Regions from separate parts of the Sus scrofa genome. Here regions 1, 2 and 4 are each linked to region 3. A link is a contact called in public HiChIP or PLAC-seq data. All regions are on one chromosome and are shown on one strand. The core of a region is the stretch at or near the end of the contact, and the rest is flanking DNA. Distances in the headings are between cores, read along the strand shown.

Evidence for each region. HiChIP or PLAC-seq counts read pairs in DNA pulled down with a chosen protein or histone mark.
Region 1: an H3K27ac HiChIP or PLAC-seq map of alveolar macrophages shows a contact between it and region 3. The contact joins two enhancer-like sites. A contact is called at or near these places in 1 of 47 Hi-C or Micro-C datasets (embryonic fibroblasts) and 1 of 2 datasets of contacts at active chromatin or transcription factors (alveolar macrophages).
Region 2: an H3K27ac HiChIP or PLAC-seq map of alveolar macrophages shows a contact between it and region 3. The contact joins two enhancer-like sites. A contact is called at or near these places in 2 of 47 Hi-C or Micro-C datasets (embryonic fibroblasts and fetal heart ventricle) and 1 of 2 datasets of contacts at active chromatin or transcription factors (alveolar macrophages).
Region 4: a contact with region 3 is called in an H3K27ac HiChIP or PLAC-seq map of alveolar macrophages. The contact joins two enhancer-like sites. A contact is called at or near these places in 2 of 47 Hi-C or Micro-C datasets (embryonic fibroblasts and liver) and 1 of 2 datasets of contacts at active chromatin or transcription factors (alveolar macrophages).

The regions. Positions count from the first base shown.
Region 1 is chr11:14,679,456-14,682,939 of Sscrofa11.1, reverse strand. All of the region lies in intron 17 of COG6 (conserved oligomeric Golgi complex subunit 6), which reads right to left. Among named protein-coding and RNA genes, the nearest start is that of COG6, 100 kb to the right of the region's middle. Within about 2 kb of position 2,104, at least 12 of the 83 cell types and tissues checked have an H3K27ac peak or open chromatin away from gene starts, as enhancers often do. A contact at or near this core is called in alveolar macrophages, where this site is marked.
Region 2 is chr11:14,697,139-14,700,708 of Sscrofa11.1, reverse strand. The region is part of intron 17 of COG6 (conserved oligomeric Golgi complex subunit 6); the gene reads right to left. Among named protein-coding and RNA genes, the nearest start is that of COG6, 120 kb to the right of the region's middle. Within about 2 kb of position 2,163, at least 7 of the 83 cell types and tissues checked have an H3K27ac peak or open chromatin away from gene starts, as enhancers often do. A contact at or near this core is called in alveolar macrophages, where this site is marked.
Region 3 is chr11:14,895,073-14,898,593 of Sscrofa11.1, reverse strand. The region is part of intron 2 of LOC102159588 (a long non-coding RNA gene); the gene reads left to right. Among named protein-coding and RNA genes, the nearest start is that of COG6, 320 kb to the right of the region's middle. Within about 2 kb of position 2,198, at least 10 of the 83 cell types and tissues checked have an H3K27ac peak or open chromatin away from gene starts, as enhancers often do. A contact at or near this core is called in alveolar macrophages, where this site is marked.
Region 4 is chr11:14,743,992-14,747,647 of Sscrofa11.1, reverse strand. The region is part of intron 5 of LOC102159588 (a long non-coding RNA gene); the gene reads left to right. Among named protein-coding and RNA genes, the nearest start is that of COG6, 170 kb to the right of the region's middle. Within about 2 kb of position 2,062, at least 18 of the 83 cell types and tissues checked have an H3K27ac peak or open chromatin away from gene starts, as enhancers often do. A contact at or near this core is called in alveolar macrophages, where this site is marked.

The DNA.
Region 1 (3,484 bases), core at 855-3,354, 220 kb after region 3:
ACAATATCCATTTAAGTCAAGAATACCAATAATAATAACAAACATTTCATTGGTGCTTACAGTTTGTGAGACACTATTTTCAGTGCTTTTCCCGTATTTATTTGTTTAATGCTCACAGCAACCCTATGTGCTACATGTGCATATTATCGTCTATCTCAGTAAATCTGAGTTTCCATTTGGTCCATTTCCATCAAACAGAGCATAGTGTGGACAAAGGCTGATGACAAAACCATCTGGCCATGTTTCTACAAGCCAGGGCGCCAGGCAGTTTTCCGAGACCTCATTACCTCCCACACCTGGAATGCTTCCAGAAGCACAAGGTCCTGCACAGGGCACGAGATGATGATGATGGTCCCTGGGGTGGCCTGACCTTAAGCAAGTGTCAACATTCAAAGACAATGTTGCTGATGGTGCAATTTCCTGCTCTGAATGTTCCACATTCCTGAGCCCTCCCAGTGAGGGTTAAGAGAAAGATGCATACAGAACCACGGACTGAGCACCAGGCGCTGGGGGACCTGTGAGGATGGAGAGGGCAACTAGGCACTCTGCTTACAGCTGCTTATTGTAGAGTGGTGACAGCTGTCACACAGGGAAAGCTTTAAGCATGGCACTTTGAGAAATTCCCACTCCATAATATCTTTTTTCAACACCTCTGTCCTGAGTGCCTGAAATTCCACAAAGAAGCACTGCTGTATACCAACTCCACTCATTAAATAAAATTATAAATATATGTATATAGATGGATAGATAATACTAAATAAAAGAGTGAATTATTTTAAAAGGGCAGAAGTATAGAAGTCAGTGTCAGATATCTGTTCTAAACCTAAGTCTCTTAATAATTCTGCGCCACCAGGCAAGTTTACTTAATCTACAGCTTGTTTCCTCACCTGTAAATTGAGGCTACTGATTCTCATTTCATGGGGTTTTTGTGAGAATTAAACACACACACATACTCCATCTGATACTGAATCCAGTTAAATGCTAAAGCATCCAGTTAAATGTTTCACTAACATCAGTTTCCTCCTACTCTTTCCTACCTAATTAACCCCATCTTCTTGGCAGGCAATGCAAAAGCACTTTGCTATAACCAAACCTGACCCCCCGGAGCTGGCCCTTTGTGTAGTGACCACCATGTCCTTTTGTTCATTCCACTCCCCTGACCTTTGACCCAGTCTACTCACTACAGTTCACAGCGTGGTGAGCCAATCTCACAGTGAAAAGAGACATTTCCTACCTTTGGGAAAAAAAAAAAAAGAATGGGCAGAGAACCAGCAGACTTGTGGTGCCTTCCATTTCCCATCAGTAAATTTCCCAAAATACTTTCCAGTAAGCAGTCTCTAGGGGCTCATAATGTGATTAATAATATTAAGTGTCTTAGTCACTTTTAGCTTTTCAGATGAAATAGTGTCTTTAGAAGGTCCCGTCGGTGAATTATGAATGCGAGGCTGTGAGATCTGTCTTCCTTTTCACAGGTAGGCTAGACGCTCAAAGGGGTGACAGGCATCAGCTGGTTATTCAACGAGAAAACGTTCTGCTTGAATCCAGCAAAGAACGAGCCATGCTGCTGTGGGTAAAATCGAGCAACATCTCCAGAATCTGCAGACCTCAATCAGAAGGGCCAAAGCAAGCGGCCACCACAGAGTGGCTCTTCCTGGGGATGCTTTAAAGCACGAGTCTCAGCTTCATGTTTGAAATTCCGCTGCTGTAAAGCTGAATTTCACGAGTGCAAGCTGGAAAGCTGAATTTCACGAGTGCAAGCTGGAGTATGATTTTCTCTCTGCAAAACCTGTTTCAACACCACTCACCCCATGTGGGGTGGTCACTTACTAGCGAAGTGACTCCTAAATTGTCTGGTCCTAACAACTGCGCCTCTGGCCTCTACTCCACCCACTGCGGCCAGGGCCACACGCCCCTTTTCAGGCTTCCACTATCCTTCACTCCGAGTCGAATGAATCAGAACAGGCAGAGCCAGGGTTCCGGCTGCCCCCTTTATCTGCCTCCACATTTCTTCCTCTGCCTATTCCTGCCACTGCAGAGGTCTGCACCCGCTTCCTGGAATCTTGGAGGGGACAACTTCTCCCTTTAGCACAGCTTCTGAGCCCAGTTGTTTGGGGGAACTGACTTCCTCCTCTCTTCTCACTTCCTTTGCTCAGCTGCTTGCCCTCCCCCCACCGTGAGGGGTCTCTCCTCCAGGCTCTGGGCTTTCGATGCTCCTCTGCTTCCTGCTGTCACAGGGTTTCCTGGAGCCTGGGGTGTACGCAGAAAGGAGGCCCTGCTGGGCTCCCTCCTGACCGCACCTCATAGGGATCACCCCCTCTGTACAGTGCATCGTATTTACATCCCAGGGTATGGAGGTGGCCCCGGGTTTGATGTACCATTTCCCTCATTCCCCAAAGCTGAGCAAAGCGGTAAATCCTTCATCCTCTGAGTACTCTAGCCTCTACCCATTTCCTGCTTTGACTTGAGGTGGTCTTTCTACTTCAATCCCTAAGTGGATAGATTAGTTCAAATTAAGGATGAGCTAATAGCTAGAAAAATGTTGCATGAGGCAGATTCTGCCAGTTGAAATCTCTTCTCAGTACCCTAAATATTTATTACAAAAATCATTTGAAAAGGATTGGTAGCTCTACTTGAATTAGGGTAAGTTCTTTAATCCTTTTTGATTCTGACAGAGATATTTAAGTAGACACTCATCAATTTAAAATGTGTATGATATATATGAAAAAAAAAACTCCTTAGTAGTCACTAGAAAATGATCATAGAGATAAGTCCACTTTAAATCTGGAAAAGTAACACTGACTAGTGAAGACCCATAATAAAATACTATATTCTCACATGCTCCTAACACCAGGAAATCCAGTCCCATTACTTCCTGACACCCTGCCTCCTGTCCGTCTCCCTACCAGATACCATGATACAGCCCCAAAGTCCCAGATGTTACTTCTAGAATCTGAAAGCAGTTCCTAGCTTTCCAGACTTCCCACAGGAGCAGGGACTCAGATGCATCCCTCAAGGTCACCTTCAGTGCTACTGGAACACAACCACGATTCCACCAAGCAGTCCAAAGACATCCTCGGTTGGCCGTGCAGCGGCCATGAAGCTGAAGCATATTGCAGTTGGCCAGGACCAAAGCTGAGGGCCTGAAACTGGGCCTTCACTCCAGTTCCTACCCAACCCATGGCAGTTCCTCTATCTTGGCTCCAAAGCAACACTCCTCCTTCAACAGCCAGCTCAGGGTAGGAACCAGCTCCAAAGTTTCTCTCTTTTTACCCTCCTGGGGAGTTTATTTGGGAGGACAGTGCTGCATCTGAGCCAGTCTTTGCAGGTGAGGTCAGGTGCGCTGTACTCTGACCTAAGCAGACTGGTGCTTACAGGTATCTGCTAAGAGTTCCATGAATATAAGTAAGCTCCCAGTCCACCATGAAGGTAATGTCAACTTGTCCAGGCACAGCCTTCTCATTACCCCTTCTTTTTTTTTTTCTGT
Region 2 (3,570 bases), core at 914-3,413, 200 kb after region 3:
TTTACTGCACAAATAATTACAGCACTAACCCCCAAACTATATATAAAATGCATGTGCATATACATACATAAATCAACAGCTTGAAATGATATATATATATGTAATCATCAACAGCTTGAAACTAATTAAAAAGGAGGCATAAAATGATTAAATTTCACATGAAAAATATTGCTTCCCAAATGTCATCTGAAATACATATATCTAGTAAAATAAGTGTGTGTGTGTGTGTGTGTAGAGAGAGAATACTAATATTTGCGTGCACATTTCTCCTGTTCTTATCTAGTTTTCTGTCATTTCCTTCTTTCTTTACCACTGTCCTTCTCTAACCCAGTGAAAGACCCCTCTGAAGAGACAGGACAGCCAGGTTACAGAGAGAAAGCACAAGCTCAGCTCTGGGGACCGAGCCTACTGGTCTACCCCTAACGAGGTGCGTGACCCTAGCACATCTCCCGAACCCCAGTACCTCACTTCTATGAACAGAAGAGCCTCAGAAAACTGTGTGGTGGGGGGATAACGGCAGGTAGCCCACGGTGTTGCAAGACTTCTCTGTTGAGATCCACAATTTCATCACCCCTAAAGTCTTAACATTTGAATGTCTCCGCACTTACAGTTCATTTTACAATGGATGATACATCATATTTAATGCCAGTATCTTCTTCTTAATGGCGTTTCTTACAAGAAACACAGTTTGGGTTGAACGTATTTTGCAGGTTTATGGTATTGTTGAAAATTCACCTGTTTTCTTGTCAAAACAAGATAAGCCATGGACTTAATCTCCGTGGCCCATTCTGAACAACTACAGGCATTCCCTGAACCAAGAAGAGGAACTAGCTAAGCAGAAGGGGAAAAAATGTCTCTCAAACAATTGCGCTTGGAAGAGGCCCTCGGCTGCTTTCATTATCTGCTGTCATTGTCCTGAAATCCTCAGTAAGTTCTGAGCAAGGGGCCCTGCGTGTTCACGTTACACTGGCCTAGAAAAATGATGCTGCCTGTCCTGACGGGAGACATATTTGGTTACAAAAATTAAAGGTTCCAACAATTAAAGAATGTGATTCTTCTCACATTCACCTTCTGGCCCCTGGCAGGAGAGACTTTCAGTTTCTCACAAGAGTTCTGAGCTCTGAAAGAAGTCCTTGAGTCAGCCTCTTCAAGGGCTGGGGATCTGTTCTCAGAGTCTGTACTGTCTCAAGTTCACATGGCAGAGCAGGTACATACTGACCTCAGAGTTTGCAGGTTAGAAAAGGAGAAAATATTTCAAAACTTTTATTTTTTAAAATAAAAACCCTTATTAAAGAAATACACTTAAATTGTTACAAGTTGAGGGAGAGACCGCCCTTAAACTTTAAGACACCTTTTCATATCCCCACATCTCATAAAGTTTCTTTTTAAAAAAGAAAAGTATTAAAAATGGAGTCAGTATAAGAATCTATCTGGGTTATGTTTTTTATCTCTAGTCAACATCTACTCCTTTTGCTTTGTTGGGGATCAATATGGTCAAATCACTTGGACAAATTTCTCTGCTAAAGCCAAAGTGCACAGGGAATTGAAGCCACTCCACTGAAATCTATACTCCAGAGGCAAATTTGATCCAGGAGCGGGTTGTCAATACGACTCTATAAAACATAGACTCTAAACTGGAAAATTTCTGACTCACCTGAGGGTGTATGTTGATGAGATAAAATGAACATTCACTTAAAATAACATGAAGGGAAGTTGCCACTGCTGCTTAGCATGTTAAGAACCCAACTGGCATCCAAGAGGATGTAGGTTCGATTCCTAGCCTCACTCAGGATTAAGGATCTGGCATTGCTGCGAGCCTGCAGATGCAGCTCAGATCTGGCGTTGCTGTGGCTGTGGTGTAGGCCTCAGCTATACCTGCGATTTGACCGCTAGCTTGGGAACTTCCCTACGCCACGGGTGAGGCCCTAAAAGAAAAAAAAAAAAAAAAAAAAAAAAAAGGTTGGGTTTATAAAACCTTCATCAGCATATTTGAATCTTGTTACTTTCCAAGCATATTTCAAAGTCTTGTATTTCTAGTGCCTTCACGGTGTGACCAGGCTGCCTGAAAGCTTTTGGAAGCAAGACGACACACAAAGCCTCTGGTAAGAGTCTCTGTTGCCATGTGAGCAATGAAGATGCAGACCAACCCATGAGACAAAGATAACACTACTAAAAAGGAAAGTAAAAGTGAAATTTAAAAAGACAGTGCAGAGGACATCAAGAATACCCAAATCCACTCACTTCTGTGACTCACGGCCCCAGGGAGGTACACGTAGGGAGGATAAAAGCCAAAGGACACTCTCATTACGAGTAACTTTGGTGCCCAAACAACAGGGTAAAACAGAAATGAATTAGGCTGGATTTGGGAGATTTCTAAAAACAGATTCAACAATGTCTTTTTTTTTCTTATTAGGGCCACACCTGCGAAATACGTAAGTTCCTGGGCTAGGGGCTGAATCAAAGCTGCAGCTGCCAACCTATGCCACAGCCTCAGCAACAGATCTGAGCCGCATCTGCAAACCTGTGGCAATACCAGATCCTTAACCCACTTAGTGAGGCCAGGGATCGAACCCACATCCTCATGCACACTAGTTAGGTTCTTAACCTGCTGAGCCACAAGGGGAACTCCAACAAATATCTATGTTATCTCAACAATCTAAGCACAATCTGACATTAAGAGTTGAAATTCAGTGTTTTCAATGAAATATATAAAAAATGCAAGAGGTAAAGGGTAAAAGTGTAGGATAAGGAGGAATTTAAAATCAAGGCTCTTGGGGTCTGGTTCTTCATTAATTTCCCACTGGTTCTTTGGGTGGTTCCTCTCTTATCCTCACTGCGAGTTATTTCATGATACTTGAGACTTCCTTCCCCCCAGAGCCACATTTCTTTCTCTCTCTCGCTCCCTCTCTCTCTCTTTTTTTGTTTTTTGTTTTTTGTTTTTTGTCTTTTTAGGGCTGCACCTGTGGCATATGGAGGTTCCCAGGCTAGGGGTCCAATGAAAGCTGTGGCTGTTGGCCTATACCACAGCCACAGCAATGCAGGATCCAAGCCACGTCTGGGACCTACACTCAGCTCACAGCAACGCTGGATCCTTAACCCACTGAGCAAGGCCAGGGATCGAACCCGCAACCTCATGGTTCCTAGTCATACTCATTTCCACTGTGCCACAACAGCAACTCTGAGAACATTTCTTGTAGGTGGTATCTCTTTTTTAAAATTATTTTTATTGAAATATAGTTTATTGAAATATAGTTTATTTACTATAAATATAGTTTATTTATAGTTTATTTATTTGTTAATTTCTGTTACAGAGCAAAGTGATTCAGCTACACATAAGCACATATCTGTTCCCACATAGGTTATCACAGAACACTGAGCAGACCTCCCTGTGCTGTGCAGTAGGGCCCCACTGACCATCCATTCCATCTACAACAGCATTTGCCACTGGGCATCCCTTTCTATCACCACATCTACCTCTATCTGCTCCATGAGTCCAAAGTTTAGTGTGCACAGCTAAGTCCTTCAGTGCTTTCTTCTCCAGGACAGATTACAAAGAGGTCATAGTCACCT
Region 3 (3,521 bases), core at 949-3,448:
TACAGCCACGGGGTCTGTGATTCTTTTCCAGGGTTTTATGAAGGAAATAAAAGCATTCACTTGGAATGATCGGTGCAGACACTATTGCAGCAGCTATAAAGAATCCTTTATTTGGGACTGTCTAACCTTGTACTGTGATTTAAAATATATATATGAGAAGGGAAGGGAGCATTAGGAAAACGTTTCATCTTTCCTTGTGCTGTGATTTTAAAAAATACATGGGAGAAGGAAAGCAGGCATTAGGAAAATGACTTCATTCACTTCATACGCGGTCTTACTCTGATGCGATTTTATTTCAGAGCTTTAGTCCACAGCCCTCTTCCACATAAAGCAGGGCTCTCTCTGTCCTCCCCGCTTCATCAAGTGTCTTTCCCTCCCATCTCTAGAGATTGTTTTTCACTTTGAACCCAATTGCTTCTTTGATTCTGTGGCAAATCGCCCTTCTGTGCGTGTGGCATAATTACTCCCATGGCAGTGGGCTGAAGTTAGAGTCGGGCCATTACTGTGAGGCTGCAGGCTGAGCCGAGAGATCAGAGCTAAGAGTTCCTTTTAAAACGGCCATCCTTGATAATAGCAGGACAGAGGTAGAAAATTACTGGCATGATAAATTGCTCTGTTGATAAAGGTTTTGTCCCTGTCTTTTAAAAAGCTGTGCCACACTGAGAAAATTTCTCCATATTTTTAATCGTGGATCATTTTATGTAAGAAAAACCTCCCAGTGAAAATGGTCTGATGAAAGGTGCTGGGTTTGGCCTTGGCAAAGCTCCACGTCATCCGAAAGGAGTTCATAAAAGCACACACGAACAATATTTGCTGTTGCCTAAAAGTTTAAGTGATAATTTGCATCAAAAGCAATGCAGGAGACTGAGGTGTGGGGACGGCCCCTAAGTAGAGGGCCTCCTCCTCACACACTCACAGGAAAGAGCAGGGAGGAAGGAAGTGTGGTGTGCTGCCACCAAGCGGTGAGTCAGGTAAGACCGGTGACTGCCAGGGCCCCTCACGTATCCAGAAGCCAGCCTCGTCCATCCGGAAGACAGACCCAAAAGCTAAGCTGCCCTCAGTGCTGTCCAGGAGAAGCAAAAGACGTTCCAAGGCTTGTGTGTTTTACTCAAAAACTGCAAAATCGGAACCTTGTTTGTGCTTATCTTAGTCATGATTCTAATAAGCTTGGTTTCAAACCTAATAAATTGTAGCAGTTGTTTTTGGGGTTTTTTTGTTTGTTTGTTTGTCTTTTAAGGGCCACAGGAATGGCATGTGGAGGTTCCCAGGTTAGGGGTCCAATCGGAGCTACAGCTGCTGGCCTGTACCACAGCCACAGCAACGCCAGATCCTTAACCCACCGAGTGAGGCCAGGGCTGGAACTGATGTCCTCCTGGATACTAGTCGGGTTTGTTACCACTGAGTTACAACAGGAGCTCCCAGATTTTTAAAAATTACCTCTGTTATTATCACTGTAAGTCTGCGAGGAAAATCCCAGTAGTATCTGGATATAAAATTATGTGTGAGCCTTGACAGCTGACACCATGTTTTATTCATTTCCCTGTGCCCAGCACCCAGCCCAGGGCCTCCCACATAGCACGTTCTCCGCACATATTTATTGAAAGAACTGAAACTGAGGAGAGGGGGTTGACCTAAACATCTGGATCTGGGTCTTTCCACATGTGCCTATGGGACCTGAAGCCCTCCCCAGCTGAGCAGCTCCTGCAGGGAGCATGGGTCGAGTGAGAAAAGGCCACCGACAGCACCTGTGGAACGTCATTGTGAAGAAGGGACATGCGGGGGGGAAGCAGGGAGGGAGACCCGAGGCGCCAAGCTGGCACTGAGTTTCCCGGTGGGCTCTGGGGCTCTGATTCCCGAGTGCTCCTTTGCGTCGTGAGACTTCTCAGGCCATGTGACATACCTACTGGACTTGGCGCTACATCGAACCTATCATCCATTGACTTTAACAGCCCATAATTAAGACCACGTTAGCCATGTCTGTCGGATTGGGGACAAGCCTTTTTAAGGACTCAAGTACAAAGTCTATGCAGCCACGCGGGGAAGGTATTTAGGCTAGGGTGCCTTTGGAATGCTCTTCTGGTCTTCCTGTGCATGGAGGTTTTGGGCATAGACTTTAAGCTGGTTCCAGATGGTGCAGCAAGATGGTCATGGTGACTCACCCAGTCTCTGGGGAGGACGCTCACTGGGGAGGCAGTGGGTGGCTGCAGAGGATTAGTGGGTTGTGAACCAAGTTGGCACCTATCGAAGGCTCTAGGCTCTCTTACTGGGCTGAATCACATGCCCCAGTGGAAACTTTCCCCATCCTGGGAGTCATTAATGTGTCATAGCCCATCATTTAAAAATGATGGGGTGTTTGGGACTTCCTTTCTCGCTCAGCCCACAGATCCTTATCCTCACACACACACTGAACCGTCGAAATGAAAGACTCCTCCAACTCACTTATTTGGTTCACTAAGGGCCGGCCAGTAGGGGCGATCACCACAATGAAGTGACAGAGGCCATGCCTCTGAGGATGGGATTCAACCTTGCCAGTGTTTTACAAGCAAGGCTGGATTTCCAGGCGCCCTTCATGTGTGAGCATGTTTCCATGTTTGCAAGGGATTCTGAAAGGGAAGTTGAAAGAGCTGGAGTCAAGCATTTGCACGGGTTACTCAGTCTCACGTCTGAGTGATGAACAGTATTGCCAGGACCAAATGGACGGTGAGGACAAGAAGGATGACAGAAAAAAAGGGCTCTTAAAGGCATACCCTGCCCCGGACTTCCTCTCCTCTCCCCTTCCTGATGACCCTGCAGGTAAATTTGGATGGCGATGTCTATGTTTAATTTTATCTGCAGAAAGAAGGGAAAATAGAGCTAGTTAGAGGCAGCCATGGGTTTCTTATTTGCTTTTAGATAAGCGGCATACCCATGTAGTGTACTCTTGGTAAAGACTGCTGGGGCTGCCTGTTTGCCCAAGACATGTCACTTCTAAACCATGGACGGGTTGAAATGCTACCAGAGCAAAACTCTTCATTCCTGCTCACAGATCTCCCTCCACCACCACCACCACCACCACACACACACACACACACACACACACACACACGAGCGCACAGTATTTTTTGAGCCCATTTTTGGAGATGTCACCCATTGCCTTGCTGCCATCCGTCCCTGTTTCAACATCTGCACGTCCATATGTTGTAACATCAGGCAGACGGGCTCCTGTGGGCTCAGCTATATTCCTCACAGGCCCAGGGACTCTCCTAGTTCCTTCCCAGACCCACCAAACCTCCACAAGTTTCCACGTGGAAACAAGAACACGACTGTCAGGCCCGCTGGACAAGGACGTCTGTCACCGCTGCCCTGCCCATTCCTGCCCGGGACCTCAATTGGAGCAGGCACTTAGCAGGGTCAGGATCCAGTGCTGCCCAATTTAATTCAGTTACTCTTCACCACAAGAGCAAAGACGGTTGTTGCAGTGACAGGACCTGGGTGAGGAATACAGGCTTCCGGCCAGCGACCTGCCAACACGTTGCCAAGCT
Region 4 (3,656 bases), core at 813-3,312, 150 kb after region 3:
GTGGATTTTCCAGTTTTCCCTCTGTTATTAATTTCTAGCTTCATTCCAGTATGACCAGAAAAGAAACTTTATATGATTTCATTTGTTTCAAATTTAATTAGACTTGTTTTGTGGTCTAACAGATGGTCCATCCTGAAGAATATTCCATATCCAGTTGATAAAGATGTGTATTCTCCTGTTATTGAGTGTTATAATATGTCTGAGAGCCCCACTTGGTCTACAGTGTTGTTTGAGTCCATTGTTTCCTTACTCCTCTTTAGTCTGGTTGCTGTATTATTGACAGTGGGAGAATTAAAGCCTCCTGCTAGTATCTTAGGGCTGTCTATTTCTCCCTTCAATTCTTTCAGTATTTGCTTGATATGTTTTGAATCTCTGATGTTTTTGGCATCTATGTAATTGTCGTAACTTCTTGATGAATTGATATTTTTATCAATAATATCCCTCCCTGTCTCTTGCAATAATTTTTGAGTTAAAATCTATCTCATCTAACATTAGAATAGCCATCCAACCTTCTTTTAGTTACTATTTGTGTAACATATCTTTTTCATCCTTTCCCTTTCAACCTAACTTCTTTCCTTTCCAACCTAATTTTGACTTTTAAATTGGGCATGTGATTATTACAATGTGGTAAGTCTGGGAATCAGATTTCCTCCCTTCCCCAGAATTCGCTTTTTGGTTGTTGGTTTGATTGTTGAAGGCTGTGAGAGTCCATTTGTTTTGAGAAGTTACCAAATGATTTTTGCAAAGTCTGTTCCTTGCCATGTGTGTTCACTAAAGATTCTTTGACTTTACCTTGTGTTCAACTAATGTCCTGACAGAAATTTCCTTGAATGCTTGGAGCTGAAATGGACAAACCAAAAAACACAGAAAGAAAGAGACAGTGATGGAGGGGGGAAAGAGAGAGAGGGAGAGGGAGAGAGAGAGAGGGAGGGAGAGAGAGAGAGGGAGGGAGAGAGGGAGAGGGGGAGAGAGGGAGAGAGGGAGAGAGAGACCAACTTTGTGCTGGGGTACTTCTTCCACTTAGTGAGGTCTAGGGATCGGCCTTACATGAAAGTGTAAGGTCTTGGGTTTTTTCTTCTGAGAATATGTCCTACCCAGTTATGCATGTGGCTTTCTAGATTCCCCTGTATAAACGGCTGCTTTTGGATGTCCTCATTCCCAAAGAGTCTCATCCAAACTTTCTCTTCTGAACCTTCGATGTCTATTGTGTATCTCCAGTGAGCATCTGTTGGCCCAGGTTTCTGTGGGTGTGCAGGGTGTGTCCCCTTGTAGACTGTATGAGCAGAGCCTACAGTTTCCCTGCACGTGTTCTGAGTTATAAGAGAAAAACAGTGGGTCGGATCCTCAGGTATCCACGCCAATGTGTACAGATGTACACAACAATTTGCAAACAAGGTCTGCGCTCTCCCTTTGGTTTAGGGAGTGAAACTGGGAACTGAGTTGCCACACTCAAGACTAAGACTCTTTTCATTCAGGCAAGTGTGGGTTTGGGTTTTTGTTTCTTTGTTGATGATTTTATGAAGGAACCTGGAGCTGGAGCCTCCTAGCCCACCACTTTGCCGATGTCCCACCATTATTTGAGGTGAACTGATCACATAACTGAAAACTGCACTGAGCTGGTTCTCTTTCCTTTGCCGTCCAGACCCACCCTCCATCCTTTTCTGTCCTGGCCTGTGGCTGGCAGGCTGACCTGAACAGGCCACATCAGTGGGTTCTCAGCCCCGCAGGGAGGAGAGGGAGGCTGTGCATTTAGTTCTTCCCCTGCGGTGAACACAGATTGGCCACATCCTTCCAGCAGATGTCACGGCTCTTCTCTGGTGACCCCTCCCTGTGGCCGCGCACGGAGATCTGGAAATGGAACGTTTTCTTTCAGAGCAGGCGATAACAAAGGGCTCACCAGTCAGTCACCATCACCTGCTGTTTTAGCCCCGAGGTCCTTCACCTTCCTTTGTACATGTCCCTCAGTCTTTCCACAACTTTGTAAATCACTCTTGTGTTAACAGCCCTCACTCACTCAGTTTGAGTGCCATCTGTTTCCTGCTGGAACTCTAACACACTGCACTTTGGCTGCTATTTCTCTTTCGGAGAAATGCTTCTCGTTTTGGTAAAATGTGCTCAGATACCAAGAGATTCCAGACGCTACTCTGGGTCAAAAGACAGGAATTCACTTTCCTGAATTTTGCAATATTTATCAGGATGACACTCAGCTTGGGGTTCAGAGAATGTCTCTTATGAAACCTGTAGCCTTGGCCCTGTAATCTGAAATGTGAACAAATGCATGGCTCGTTTCCTACGAGTGGGTGAAGACTGTCCTCCTTTCATGGACGGGCAGGGCAGCGCAGCACTCCCCCGTGCCAGTGACCTCTCCCACAGGGACCTGCCTGCCCCAGGTGAGAAGATGGGTGCCCGGGGAGATGGCTAGCGTCTCCTGGGTCTGGAGAATAGCTACTAAGGGGTGAGATCAGATATGCTCATTGTTCCTTCTCTAATTCGCCTCCCTTGCTGTGGACAGTCTTCTGAAGCAGAGACCTGATGAGACCCATTTCATGTGCCAGCCACGGCCTTTGACCACAAGACAGAGTGACAAATAGCCCATGGCTGGTCACCCTCCCAGCGCCCCTGGATAATATACTATGGAAGCTGCTTTCAGTCATAGAACCATTTCCATCCCAGCTCTCCAGGTAGCCAACTCTTATCCTATTGTCATTCAAGGTAAACATATTTTCCAACCTCGTCCTGTAAGATAAAATATGCTCCATTTTGAAAACCACAGCATGGCACAATCTGGTCCCAATCTTCCATTCTAGTAGCTGGGCACTTTTCCTCTTTTGTGCCCTGCATTCAGCCTTTTGCACGGGTGTCTGAAATATTTGTTAGACTAATATTGATACAATCTTATGAAATAAAGTTCTCTTTAAACACACACATCCAACATTTAAATCCGAGCCAAATGTATTGAGAATATTGTAGTAACACCAGGTAGATTTGTACATTAGCTTGAAGCATTTGCCCATACATTTATTGGTATGCATTGCAAGAGTAGACGAGGCTTATCAGGCAGAAAGTTGGGAAGTATATTCTGTATAGAGCAAAACTGCATGTTCAAGCCCAGTGGGCTTTGAATTGTCTCTTTCATGCAGATGACACTGATGACACTGGCCTTCTCACAGCAGAGTGGCCAACACATTCAGACGTGAGGTCAAATTTTTTCTTAGTTCAGCTCTCCAGACTGTGGCTGATTGTTTCTGAGACAAGTCCCAGAACCAAAAACAAAGTCCTGCTCTTCTCCCAAGCTGTCTCAGTTTTACCTCTCCTTGGCAAAGCCAATTACATCATTGATCTGCTGACCTTTTTTTTAGGTGTAAGTCTATTAATGCCATTTTACTGATTTTACATTAGAATTTCAACTTCAGTTTCTTAAACAGAGAGTGAAACAAAAACAGTATCTTTCATGAGTGTTTGAAAATTTGAAAATTCTAAATATTCAAAGAAGAGAAATCTGTTCCGAATACAGAACCGTAGACAATGACTTATCAGTGCAAAGGAGAGGGCAGCAAGTTGCTCGGCCAGCCAATCTCCTTCCACCAGTTCCCACTGGGAGATGGCTCTGTGCCAGGACTGGGCTGAAAGCTGGGTGAGGCCGGAGGTCAGAGGAC